Linked DNA regions of Zea mays: region 1 is linked to region 2. A link is a contact called in public Hi-C data. All regions are on one chromosome and are shown on one strand. Each heading gives the region's core, a stretch centred on a gene start, on an enhancer-like site or on the middle of the called end of the contact. The rest is flanking DNA. Distances are from core to core; before and after follow the strand shown. Region 1 holds the start of LOC100382104 (putative WAK-related receptor-like protein kinase family protein). Region 2 holds the start of LOC103653365.

Region 1 (6,081 bases), core at 2,086-4,585, 510 kb after region 2:
TGCACGGCGAGGTTGACGTCGTCGGCGCCGCGGGCGAAGTCGATGGCGCGCTTGGACGTGAGCAGCTCGAGCAGCACGACGCCGAAGCTGTAGACGTCGCTCTTGTCCGTGAGCTGGTAGTTGCGGTAGTACTCCGGGTCCAGGTAACCCAGGGTGCCCTGGGCGCAGGTGGACACGTGGCTCAGCCCGGGCTCCGCCAGCCGGGACAGCCCGAAGTCGGAGACCTTGGCGTCCAGGCGGGCGTCCAGCAGGATGTTGCTGGACTTGATGTCGCGGTGGTAGATGGGCGGCACGGCCGCGGAGTGGAGGTACGCGACGCCCTCCGCCGTCTGGCGCGCGATGGCCAGGCGCTGGCGCCACCCGAGCGTGGGCGGGCGGCTCAGGCTCGTGGCGCCGTGAAGGTGGTCGGCGAGAGTGCCGTTGGGGACGAACTCGTACACCATGAGCGGCTGGTCCAGGTCGACGCAGCAGCCGAGCAGGCGGACCAGGCTGCGGTGGTTCACCTGCGACAGCACGCGCACCTCGTTCAGGACCTGGTCCGTGGACTTGGTGTTGCCCAGCTTGGCGCACTTGACGGCCACCACCGTGCCGTCGCCGAGCACGCCCCTGTAGACCTCGCCGTAGCCGCCGGCGCCCAGGAGGTTGTCGCGGGAGAAGTTGCCCGTGGCGCGCTTCAGCTCGCGGCCGGAGAAGTTCCTGGCGGTGCGCCCGCTCGCGTTGTTGGCGTTCAGGATCTCCTCCCGCTCCTTGGCCAGCCTCTCCCGGGCGAGCCGGACGCGCCGCTGCCGCCGGTACGCCAGCAGCCCCGCTGCGGCGAGCAGCAACGCGCCGCCGAGGCCGCACACCAGCCCTGCGTCGCGTCACAAAAACCATCACAACATTTGAATCGATCGCTGAACTTTAATTTTTGAAGGCGAGGAATTTTAAGTTGACTCATCAAAAGCCTTCGACTAATTGACTGCCGGCCGGCCGCCCGGCCGTGTGTGAAATTCCATTGGAGACTTGTCTTAATCTACGGAAAGTCAGATCTGTCGCGTCGAGTATCGATGAGCTTGACAACGAGAACTGATGACTCGAAGTTGTGTTCGGTTTATGTGGCAGTAGTTTATGGACTTGGTGAATAATGCTTGTCATGGTTTTTTACAGAGTGGAGCCTAGGCTGTAAATAATGCTTGTATAGTTTTAGGCCTGATTTTCTTTTTTTAAATGAATCGATTCTTTATTTTTTCTTCTTAGGTTCCGTTTGTTTGGTTGGAATTAAATTCCATTCCAATAATCATAATTTAGACACAAACTAATTAAGTTATTATATTTGTATATGTAATTTATTTGTATATTAGCTTAAATTATATGAGAGAAATAGTTATACACTGTAGGATGTTGCTGGACATCTATAAAAAACAAGTAGAAAAGTGTATTATAAGTTGTATATTAGAAAAGTAGCATGTAAATCTATAGAATCAGTTTCTATATGTCACCCATAAATTTGAGATATGTTTATATATAAACGTTGAAAAGTTATGAAATATCAAATTCTAAAAAAATAGACTACTTCATTAATTAGTTTTCAATTCCTCAAAATCAAGGTAAACAAACGGGCCCTTATACTAATATATGCCGGAACAAAACGTTCTCAGATCTTTATAAAAACATAACGTAGAGTGAGCCGTTGATCTGGACCTCATGGGCTGATAGTTGTCTTGTCTGCTGCCAGCCGCCAGTCTTTGCAACACACATTCATGGAGTGGTCAAAGCTTATCCCTCTATGACTATGGTCCATGCCATGAGCCCCCCAAAGTTGACCATACCATTGTGGCTTATCAAAAGGGTAAAGGGTTGAATGCAGCGTACCTACTGTCGACTGGACTAGAAGGGTCAAAAGGGTTGCTTGAGTCGACCAAACCACTACCTCCTCTTTACCCAACGCGTCATATGAGGGATTTGTACTACGCCGAGGAAAATTGTTGTCAAAGTTTTAGCGGTTAATATGAGGTATGTATTATACGGTTACCCGTGACAGTAGATGGCAATAAAAAAAAGACGAAGCAAGCACTGATCTAGAATTTTCCGGTAGGGTATGTCATCTAAAATTTGTATATATATTCAATCAAACTATCTAGCAATTTAGAAACATTTTTATGTGGCATCTAATCATTTGTGTCAAGCAGTAACTAAATATTTTCTTTTTTTTTAGGTTTTGAGATTTGTCGAACACTCTGAACGACAAGAACACGGAAGCAAGCGGTTACCTGCAATGAGAGGCGCATGGTTGGATCCTCCGCAGCCCCCAGCGATCTGGCAATCAGAGGGATCTGCACCAAACCGAACAAGTAGTACAGGAGTTCCATTTAATTCAGGACCTGTCCATCCTCGTCCTCGAGTCTTCGATTCAACGGCGTGCAGATGCAGCGGAAAGAAATTACGTACTCAGCTGGCACGCGCCGGCGAGGGGGCTCCACGAGAGCCCGGGCACGCAGAAGCAGCGGCGGGCCGCGGGCGTGAGCGGGTCGTCGGCGCAGGTGGCGTTGGCGCCGTCCTCGCAGTCGGCCTGCGTGCGGCAGAGCGGCTCCCTGGGCGTGGCCCACTGCAGCTCCAGCCCGAGGCGGCGGCCCCACGTGGCCGGCGGCTGCGCCGCCGGGTCGAGCCCCACGAAGCTGCGGTACGCGCTGCAGAACTGCGGGGACACCCGGATGCTGTAGGACGTGGACGAGCCCCCCGCCACGAAGGTGCAGCAGAGCGGCAGCGGCGCGCAAGCCGCCGCCGTGGACCCCGTGGCGTTGGCGTAGACGTGGCAGAGCGAGTTGGAGGAGCAGTTGAGCGGCGACAGCAGCAGCGCGCTGGTGCAGTTGAGCAGCATGATGGTGTTGGACGAGCTCACGTTGAACGGCAGCGACGCGTTCAGCTGCACCCCGCCGCCGCGCCCCTCCGACACGCACCTGCTGCCCTGCGCCACCAACGGCGCCGGCGCGACCACCAGCCGCTGCGTCGCGGCCGAGATGGACGTGATCCGGTACGACGTGCCGTTCAGCGCATCGAACATGAGCGTCGGCGACGACGTCGACGAGTTGGTGGCGGCGGCGCACCGGACCTTGTACGCCGGGTCGCCGCAGCCGTCGCCTGTGCTGAGCGGGTACGGCACGGCCGTCGACCCGCACGGCGGGCACACCCGCGCATGGCTCGCCGGCAGCACCAGCAGCAGCGCGAGGAGAGCGATACCCATCTCGGAGACGGAGTGGAGGACCCAAATGCTTACCTTGTCTCCTCGCGCTTGTCGTATGTAATATGTATGAATTATTTCTTCTATTAAGGAGGAGGTTTGACTTTTTATCTGCCTGCTGTCCGTCCCCATCAACCTGCATGATTTTGGCCTTGCGATGAATATAAGAGGAGAACTCCCAAAACGATTCCATACAGGAGTAAAAGCATCATGCATGTTAGAGTGGGTGTTTCGTCGTTGCTGGTTGTTTGGTCGGCACTACAAATTACATTTAGAAATCGGTAAACTTAAATTTTAGATAAATCTGTTTTCATGGTTCGACGGTTCCACGGACGTAAACTTTTGAAAACCCCCTTAATTTTGCTTCAATCAACTCGTGATCATCCCACCTTCGCGACATATAAGCCCTTGCAATTTTAAAACCCCATCAATTTTTCCTAGATCAACTCACGATTAAAAGACCAAAAATGAGTGCAATGCTAGAGTTTGAACTATCGCCCTCCCTTCTCACATGTATAGGTTCTAACCAATAGAATTCGCAACCGTTTGAGTTTAATAGGGAATAGGTATTGTAAATATTCTGAATATAGAAACTGTAGTAACACACAACAACCAACTAAAATAATTGGTCTTCAACTATTCTAATGAGGACATGTTTATCATTGGAAGACTTGATGGCTCACTGGATAAGAAATTTATGGAGTGTTTAGTTTGAGGAATGATGTAGTCCATCATCTTCTCACTCCTTACTTTTTTGTTTGGTTTGTGGAATGGAGTGAGTTAATCCATCACCACCTCATTCCTCATAGTTAGTTGTTTAGTACTAATATGTGAAATGGAGTCATCCCACCAAATTTGAGAAATGAACTCATGATGCACCACTTCATTTTGGATAGAGTGATTCATCAAACCAAACACCTCATTAGAGAGCATGTCAAATACGTTAATTATATATATAGTGTACCACACATATTCGGTGTGGTACTGAATACCACACTATATATGACACCAAGGGAGCATGTGAACATGCATATTTTGGTTTTGAACTCATCGGACACCTCACATAGTTAACAGCTAGTTTAGATCTATTAGATAGGTATTGGACGTATCCAATGCAGTGATCGATGGTGCACTAGACATGTTTGATGCCCTCAAGTTTAATTTTTCAAGTGTTAATAGTTAGATTCCTTTGTGGGGCTACAAATAGACTCCTTGGCCAGCCTTAGTCGACATCTCTAAACCACCAACACTTGCATAACCTCTTGAGGATAAAGAAAAACACTTCACTCATAACTCATAGTTCGTCACTTGAGTGAGATTGGAGAAATCCTAGTGCATTGCATATAGTTCAAGCATTTTGTGGCCCTAGTTGAGTAACTTCGACTGATTACACTATTATTACTCTTGGTGATTGATGTCAACTAGATAAGCTGGAGTTTGTGGGATTGTTGAGCAACTATTGAGGATTGACATCGGCTCTGGTCATCGTTGTAAGGAGCTCTTATGCTCATTCCTTGGAGGAGTTTTGTGAAGGGCAACTCTACTGATATCATGGCTACTTGGAATGACTATCTAGAGTTACTCTTATGGCATCCTTATTATAGGCTTGGCTTGTAATGTCAAATAGCATATGGATCATCTAGCTTGGATTTGCCACAATGAGGATGTAAGTTTCTAACAAGCAATCGAACCTCGAGGGTGATTCTTGTCTCATATTTTGCCTTGTGTGGTTTACACTCCAAATTATTCTTGTAATTACACTTACTTGTTATATCATTTCTTCATCCTCTCCTCTTGTTGTCTGCAAAGTTTAAAGGCAGTCAAAGAAACTTTGCTCGAGCGACACCATCGTACCTCTGAACAACACTACTACACCCCGACACTAGGACATTTGAGTGGCACTACCGCTCTACTGTGAGGGTCTTTTGTTTGGTCTTTTGGTGTTCAAATCAAGCTCTTTTGGTTTAATGGATTGTTTGAAGCATCCAATCAACAATTAATTAATATATTCTTGATTTGACCCATTTTGGAGTTTTTGGTATCTATAAGGTTGGGTTGAGCAAAGAATGCTTCAATGTAAGAATTTTTATTGGCTCTCATTCATCACCTCTAGTAATTCATCACCTTCTAGTCGCTTATTCTATCCTCCATAGGTAATATGATCTTAGGTTTTCAATTAGCTAGAGTATCCAAACAACGACAGCTAAACTTAAGTTTAGCTCTAGCAATTAGCTAGCTAAACTTTAGTTGGGTGGCAATTAGCTATCTAAACTTAAATTGGGGTGGATTCAATCGAGACCTATGTCTTGTACAGTCTGAGTACTCCAAATTGCTGGAGGTCATAGATCTTGTTGTCATTCGAATATATAGATAGATAGCACTCATTATATGGGGTACTGTAGCACATAAATCATATATTGCTGCTCCAGTTCCACTAGCAAATAGAATGTCAAAATTCTTTCCGGAAAGAAACTCAGATAAATTGCACTCAAGATTCGAGGCCAATTGCTCCCAGAACTGGGGAATTAAGCAAGCCTATGCAGCTTTGCTCCATTCCCTGTTACATGTAGAACAACACAGCAATGCAGATAAATTCATCTTCATCACCACAGCAATGTACATAAGTTTATCTTCATCACCAGGAACTTCTACCTTCCTTTATCCTAGCCGATGAATCAGGCATGTAATCTGGTAAGCGCCCATTTTTTCTGCATGCAAACAGAACATAGCCATAGGTCAGAAATGTCCAGAAAGGAAAACAAGCTACAGGCCTACAGTACATACATGACAAAAAAAAAGACATATCTCTAACTAGGTCAGAAGACACTTTGTAGAAAGAGTATGATTGCAGTGAAACAGTGATT
Region 2 (6,100 bases), core at 1,188-3,687:
TTTTTAGAATAAATAGTACTAGTTTTATATTTTTATTTAAAATAGATATAACTTTTTAGATATTACATTATTGAATAGAAAAGTGAAAACAACTTGAAACGTGCTAAAAAACCAAATTTATTGGTCCCAACAGTTGAAGGTGGTTAAGGTAGTTGGTTTTATAGTTTAACGATGAAAATCAAACTCACGTGCATATTGAGGGTTAAAAATGTACTTTGCCCAACTTTATATACGATACACGCTAGTATCTTCAGATACACACTAGTATCTTCAGTTTCTAACCATTGCATATATATATATATATATATATATATATATATATATATATATATATATATATATATATATATATATATATATATATATATATATATATATATATATATATATAATAAAACAGTGACAATTGATTCTAATATACTTCAGCAACATATCCCCATGCTCAAAACTGTGCTTATGATCAAAATGTTTTTGATCTACTTGTTCGAAGTTAATCATTTCATCTGCCTAGATTTTCTTTTATGTAGATTACATGATTTATTAGTATCTTCTCTTACATTTATGCTAATATAGTCTGCCCACAGTGCATGCATACTTAATTCACAGAGTACAAATTTTCCAATTAGGTCTTCTCTATCCATGGCTCCATGACATACTCTAGCAAACAGAAACAAAATTTATCACAATTATTGCGAGTGGTTATAAGAGTCTCTAAACAAAAACCACACGAAAGAAAACCAAATTCTAGAAAACTGAACAAGGAAGACACATTTTTTACACATCTATGGAATAATTTACCATTCAAAATGAAAGCTTCACTAATGGTTTATAGTATAAGTGAATTGCAATGTTTCAACCATAATAAATTTATGTTTCAATTGGAAAGCAAGTTTAAGTTAGCATTTTCAAGCATAACAATCAAGTTTTGTGTGTGTCTCAATCAAGTTTCCTATTTCAGATCAAGACAAATTTGCAGTTTTAAAGTATATTTAGTTTGGATTTTCAAACTAGAAAAAGATCACACGAAAATAAAAGGGAATTAATCTAAGTTTTAAGTTCAAACAAAATAATGTTTTTTTCTCAAAAATATAAAAAAGGGAAAACAATAGACAACATGTTATATGTACATGGTGGTAATAACATGTACGTGTATATTGATTTGTTTCCGTTTGACATGTTTTTACTACTAAATCTATTTTTTACAATGCTTGTTTGGTTCGCATATGTAGGATTGTAGGTGGCCTAAAACTAAAACAAAGAAAATTTTAATCAACAAAAGGCTGAGTGATGTATCGAGTTGTGACAGTCCTCAGGATAATTGATTCGTCTTAAAATCAGTAACTACCGCCAAGATTTAGCTGGGTTTATTTTATCGATAAGGAAAAAATATCAGAGGTTGGCGATAAACAGGATTATCGGATTTATCGGAACTTTATCGGCTATAGGCAAAAAATTTCGGTACAAATTTAAAGAAAATGACTCAATTTGTTTAAATGTCATGTAGATTATATTTAGACATTTAACAAATAAAAACAACACAGACCAACCAATCAAGTAAATTTAGGGTTTTTAGTGTCTAGTCTCCTAGAAGAGACTGAGAAGACATATAGACCAAGTGACTTCTAATTTGAACATTTGATAGTATCAATTCATAAAAATTTAAAAATTTCGGCTGATAAAGAAAAAATATCGGAGCTCACAAGAAAATTAGGTTTTTCGGATATCACATCGCCGATAAATTTTTCCCTCTGACGTACATTACGTTGGTAGAAAAACGGGAAGCGAGAGCTAGGGACAAACGAAAAGCATGATCAGCCCAAAAGAGAGCAAACCTCAAGCGCGAGAATCGGCGGCGACGAATTGGCGGCGGTAATCGTTCCCGGTGACAGCACCACCTTCGTCTCTGATCCCCTCGTCGGCCGCCCTAGCGTAGGCCACAAGAGTTGCAGCATTTGCTCCCTTAACTCGCTACGCACCACCATCTCGAGCTCCAATTGCTCCGCTTCCTCCCTGAGGATCCGCTCCCTGATCCTCGCCTTCTCCGCTTGCCGCCGCAGTTCGTAGGCGTCGGCTTCCGCCGTCTCCGGTGGGGGCAGATCGGACTGCCATAGCGTCACGGCAGAATTACCCACGCACTCCGCCGGACCGTCGCTTCCGTGGCCGTCTGGTAGAATCGCACGCAGACAGGTGAAGCAGACTGATCGAAATGAATCGGAGGGATAGGAGTCTAGGGGATCTCACCAGTCGATCCGGAACCAGGAGTAACTGGTGCCGCTGGCGGTGGCGGGGACCGGCTTCGAGGCTCGTCGACGGCGCGGTACAGAAACTCCATTCTCGTTTTCGTGAGGGAGAGACGCGGAGGTTTGGGTTTTTGGAAGGCTATATAAAGTAGGGGATGGATCCGGGAACGTGGAAACGTTTGGGATGCCTGTGCGGGTCCTCAAGCTGTCGCAAAAGACGGCTTCTCTTTATGCGGCCGGCACTAGGGTTGGATGAAATGCTCGGGTTCGCTAGCTCATTTGGTTTATGGTCAGCTCGACTTGACTTGGATCAGCTCGTTTGAATTTTTTTTTCATGAGCTGAGCTGACATCCTAACTCGGTTCGTTAACGAGCCAGCTCGCGAGCTAAACGAGCTACCATATTCCAGCAAAACGAAACTATATGCATATTATTTACAGAATAATTGGTGAACATGTTATATATACGTGAGGTGTCTATGGCCTATAAATTAACCTAATGATTAATGAACTATGTCTATGTGTTAATTTGGTGTATGCAAATATAATTATGGGTTAAACTGATGAACATGTATGTGAATTAATGAGTGATGAATTATACTAATTTGGTGTTATATTGATGTGGTTTGTGAAACTATAAGTATAATTACTATTTTTTATTGGTAAATTAGTTTGAAATTAACTAAATAATAATTATTATGTACATTTTATTTTTTCTGCTCTGGCTCGCGAGCTAAACGAGCCAGCTCGAGCTCGTAAACGAGCCAAGCCGAGCTGACTCTGTGGCTCGTTACCTTAACGAGCCAAGCCGAGCTGGCTCGTTAGCTTAACGAGCCAGCCGAACTCGGACGAGCCGAGCCGAGCTGGCTCGTTATCCACCCCTAGCCGGCACCACCACCATGCAATCCATTCGGATGTGTGATTTGGTGGATTAGACTGTCTCGAGCGTGGTGTAAAGCAGTGAACGAGAAATTGTATGTTTGATACTGTTTGTAAAGTAAAGTTTGAAATACGGAACACGATAGAATTTACTGGAGATAATCGGAGGAGATTAACAGGGATTAAATCTCTTTTTATTTAATTTTGATCAGAAAAAGATTTAATCCCCTGCAATTCCCTTCAATCCACCTCGAACCGAATAGGTCCTAATTGGAGACGTGAGACATGTTTGGGCTGGAACATTGTTGAATGTTTGTCACACCCGGTTCCAGGGGTAGAACCGAGCGCATATCATATGTGTGCTAGGATCTATTTCTACACATATGTTGACGTCACAAGTGTAATATATTAAAAGACAATGCAATAAAGGCGTAAAGAGAGTATAATATTTTATTACATCATCTGAAACATTGTATCTTGAACAAGTATCACATCAAATTAAAGCGGAAATAAATAACAGGGACAATCTCCCACAGGAAGATGACCGGCGCATCGTTAGACTTAGAATTCATCGTCGTCGATAAAATCTCCATCAAAGTCTCCAGCATCACTCTCTGATCAAAATATTAGCAAGGGTGAGCTCACTTATGGTCGGGGCTCAGCAAGTGGGGGAAAAATTAATGTAGGTATAACAAGGTGAGGCTAAGGTTGAGCAGTAAGCATTTTAGTTGGTCAACATTTTATTAACAACACATGTCTTACTAATAAGTGTGAATCCCAAATATCCCATTAAACAAAGGAATATGAATATAACAAAAACACTTAAGTGGAACCACTTAAGCAAATTATTGGCAGATCATCGGATCTCAATTTAATTCCATCTTCAAGTTCAATTATCATGTGAGGAGTCCAGGTCGCTCATAACCGGGAGCATGGCTGATATATCAGTTTTACACTCTGCAGAGGTGGTACAACTTTACTCACAAGCCATGTATCCCATCTAGCCCGGGTTGATCGGACCCTTAAACGCTGCCGAGGTGAATGGCTAGGGATCCATTATGAGGCTTTCACAAAATACACTTAATACGAAACAACTCGCTAAGGTTTCTAAAGACGATGGTGGTGGCCCCCTGGGTGAGGTACCTTAGACAAGAATATGTCCCTATGTTAACGTGGGCTGCCAGCACCTACCGCTCCCCCTCTTGCCCATATTTCAGGTAAGGTTGCCAGGCACTAAGCATATAAAGCTAATTACCAAAGCCAGAGCCATGATAGCACTCGTGGTTGCACTGTTATCCTGGGGGTCACTCCATGTTGCAATTAATATGAAATAATGTTGCGTTAACCATCGGATTAATGTCATAATTGCCAATTAAGTTTTGGAACATTAATACCAATTCATGAGTGACATCAGAATTAATAAGTTAAGCGGTAGCACAAATTTGCAAAGCTTAAATATTTCCAGAGTAAACAAGGAATACAGTGGTAAATCTAGGAAATCCTTAATTAGGTAAAAACCCATCAAATTATGCAGTATATCAAAAGTAAACATTATTAAATGCAATGATTGAGTGCAAAAAGAATATGCAGAGGGAGAATTCACTTGCCTTGCTCAAGCGAGTCATGTTGTTCGTCTTCGAACGTATTCGAATCCTCTACCACATAGTCGGCTTCTAATAGAGTCGCATATCGCACATACAAAAATAAAACATACACAAATAAATAAACATGCACCATTACATAAACATACACCATTACGTACACATTAATATATCGTACTAATCACATCTTAATTACGTCCTAATCGCGTAAATACTTATTAATTCAATTATAGCTATTATTGTGAGTCCTAATGATGAATTTATGAGTGGGTGTAATAAATACAGTTTTAACTAGTATTAATATATTTTAACATCATCAATGAAATTAAATGATAATTATCGTCTTTAATACTAATAAACAAATTAATAGCTTTTATCCTTTTTATTTCTAACTCAAATTATTTAGTATAGCAAAAATGAATTTAACATTCTAAAAATCCCTATAAATACTGATTGAACTTTTTATAACACAATTGAGGGTATTTTGACATAAACTACTATTTTGCTTACTCTAAAAATTTAAGTGCTCAATTTGCAAACATGATTATTTGACTAGCAAAAATCTATTTTCCATCCTACTACTGATATTTTTTTCCTTTCTTTATAAAAAGAAAATGTCAATAAAATAATTAGATAAATCATCTAAAAATCCTATATTATTCATATGACATGAGTTCTATACCATTTTCTAAATCCATTAAAATGCACCTATGACTATAATTCTCCAACTAGTTTCTAAAGTTTATTGTGACCAAATTTAACTACAAAAATTCATATATATTGTTTTTATCACCAACGTGTGACTATTAAATTCTCGTCATATTTTTCTAATCCAAAAATCAACACCACGATTAACATAAAACATCACGGTGTACTAACGATCACATATTTCTACCAAAAATTCCATAACGCACATACACATAAATTATGGATCACACGTGTTCATATTACAACAAACTAAATATGCAATTCATGAATCGAATCAAAACGTATTTTATAAAATACACAAAATAATTTGGGTCGTCATCAACCTTGGGTTCGCGCGTGCGACGGGGAGGGTTCGACGGGGGTTCGGCCGGGTGGAGAAGAGCAGGGCTCGACTACGGACGGCGAATGGCGAGTGCGTGGCTCCAGCGACGAACTGCGGGCTCCGGTGAACTCCGGTGCCGAACGGCAAACTCCGGCGATGAGTAGTGCACTAGCGATGAGCGAGGAGAGCTAGAGAGAGAGGCAAGCTCGGGTGGGAAGGAGAAGGGAGAGAGCTCTGCTGTCCCTTTTATAGAGAGAGGGAGGGGAGAGGAGAAGTCGCCGTGGGGGAGAGGAGAGCGGTCGGCGGCTCCATTACGCTGTTTAATGGCGTCGGTTTCTCCACTAATAGAGGG

The links. A called contact is a pair of places that touch in the nucleus more often than the background predicts.
Region 1: a contact with region 2 is called in a Hi-C map of ear, with 2.6 times the contacts expected there. The contact joins the promoter of LOC100382104 here to the promoter of LOC103653365 in region 2. A contact is called at or near these places in 2 of 25 Hi-C or Micro-C datasets (ear and tassel).

What each region holds. Positions count from the first base shown.
Region 1 is chr4:70,417,289-70,423,369 of Zm-B73-REFERENCE-NAM-5.0, forward strand. LOC100382104 (putative WAK-related receptor-like protein kinase family protein) reads right to left here and starts at 3,336. Exons shown (of 3, transcript NM_001174865.1): 1 at 2,428-3,336; 2 at 2,250-2,312; 3 at 1-850. The coding sequence starts at 3,220. It overlaps LOC100277089, which reads right to left. Exons shown (of 6, transcript NM_001150753.1): 6 at 5,635-5,925.
Region 2 is chr4:69,905,817-69,911,916 of Zm-B73-REFERENCE-NAM-5.0, forward strand. LOC103653365 reads right to left here and starts at 2,438. Exons shown (of 3, transcript XM_008680294.4): 1 at 2,242-2,438; 2 at 1,833-2,164. The coding sequence starts at 2,332.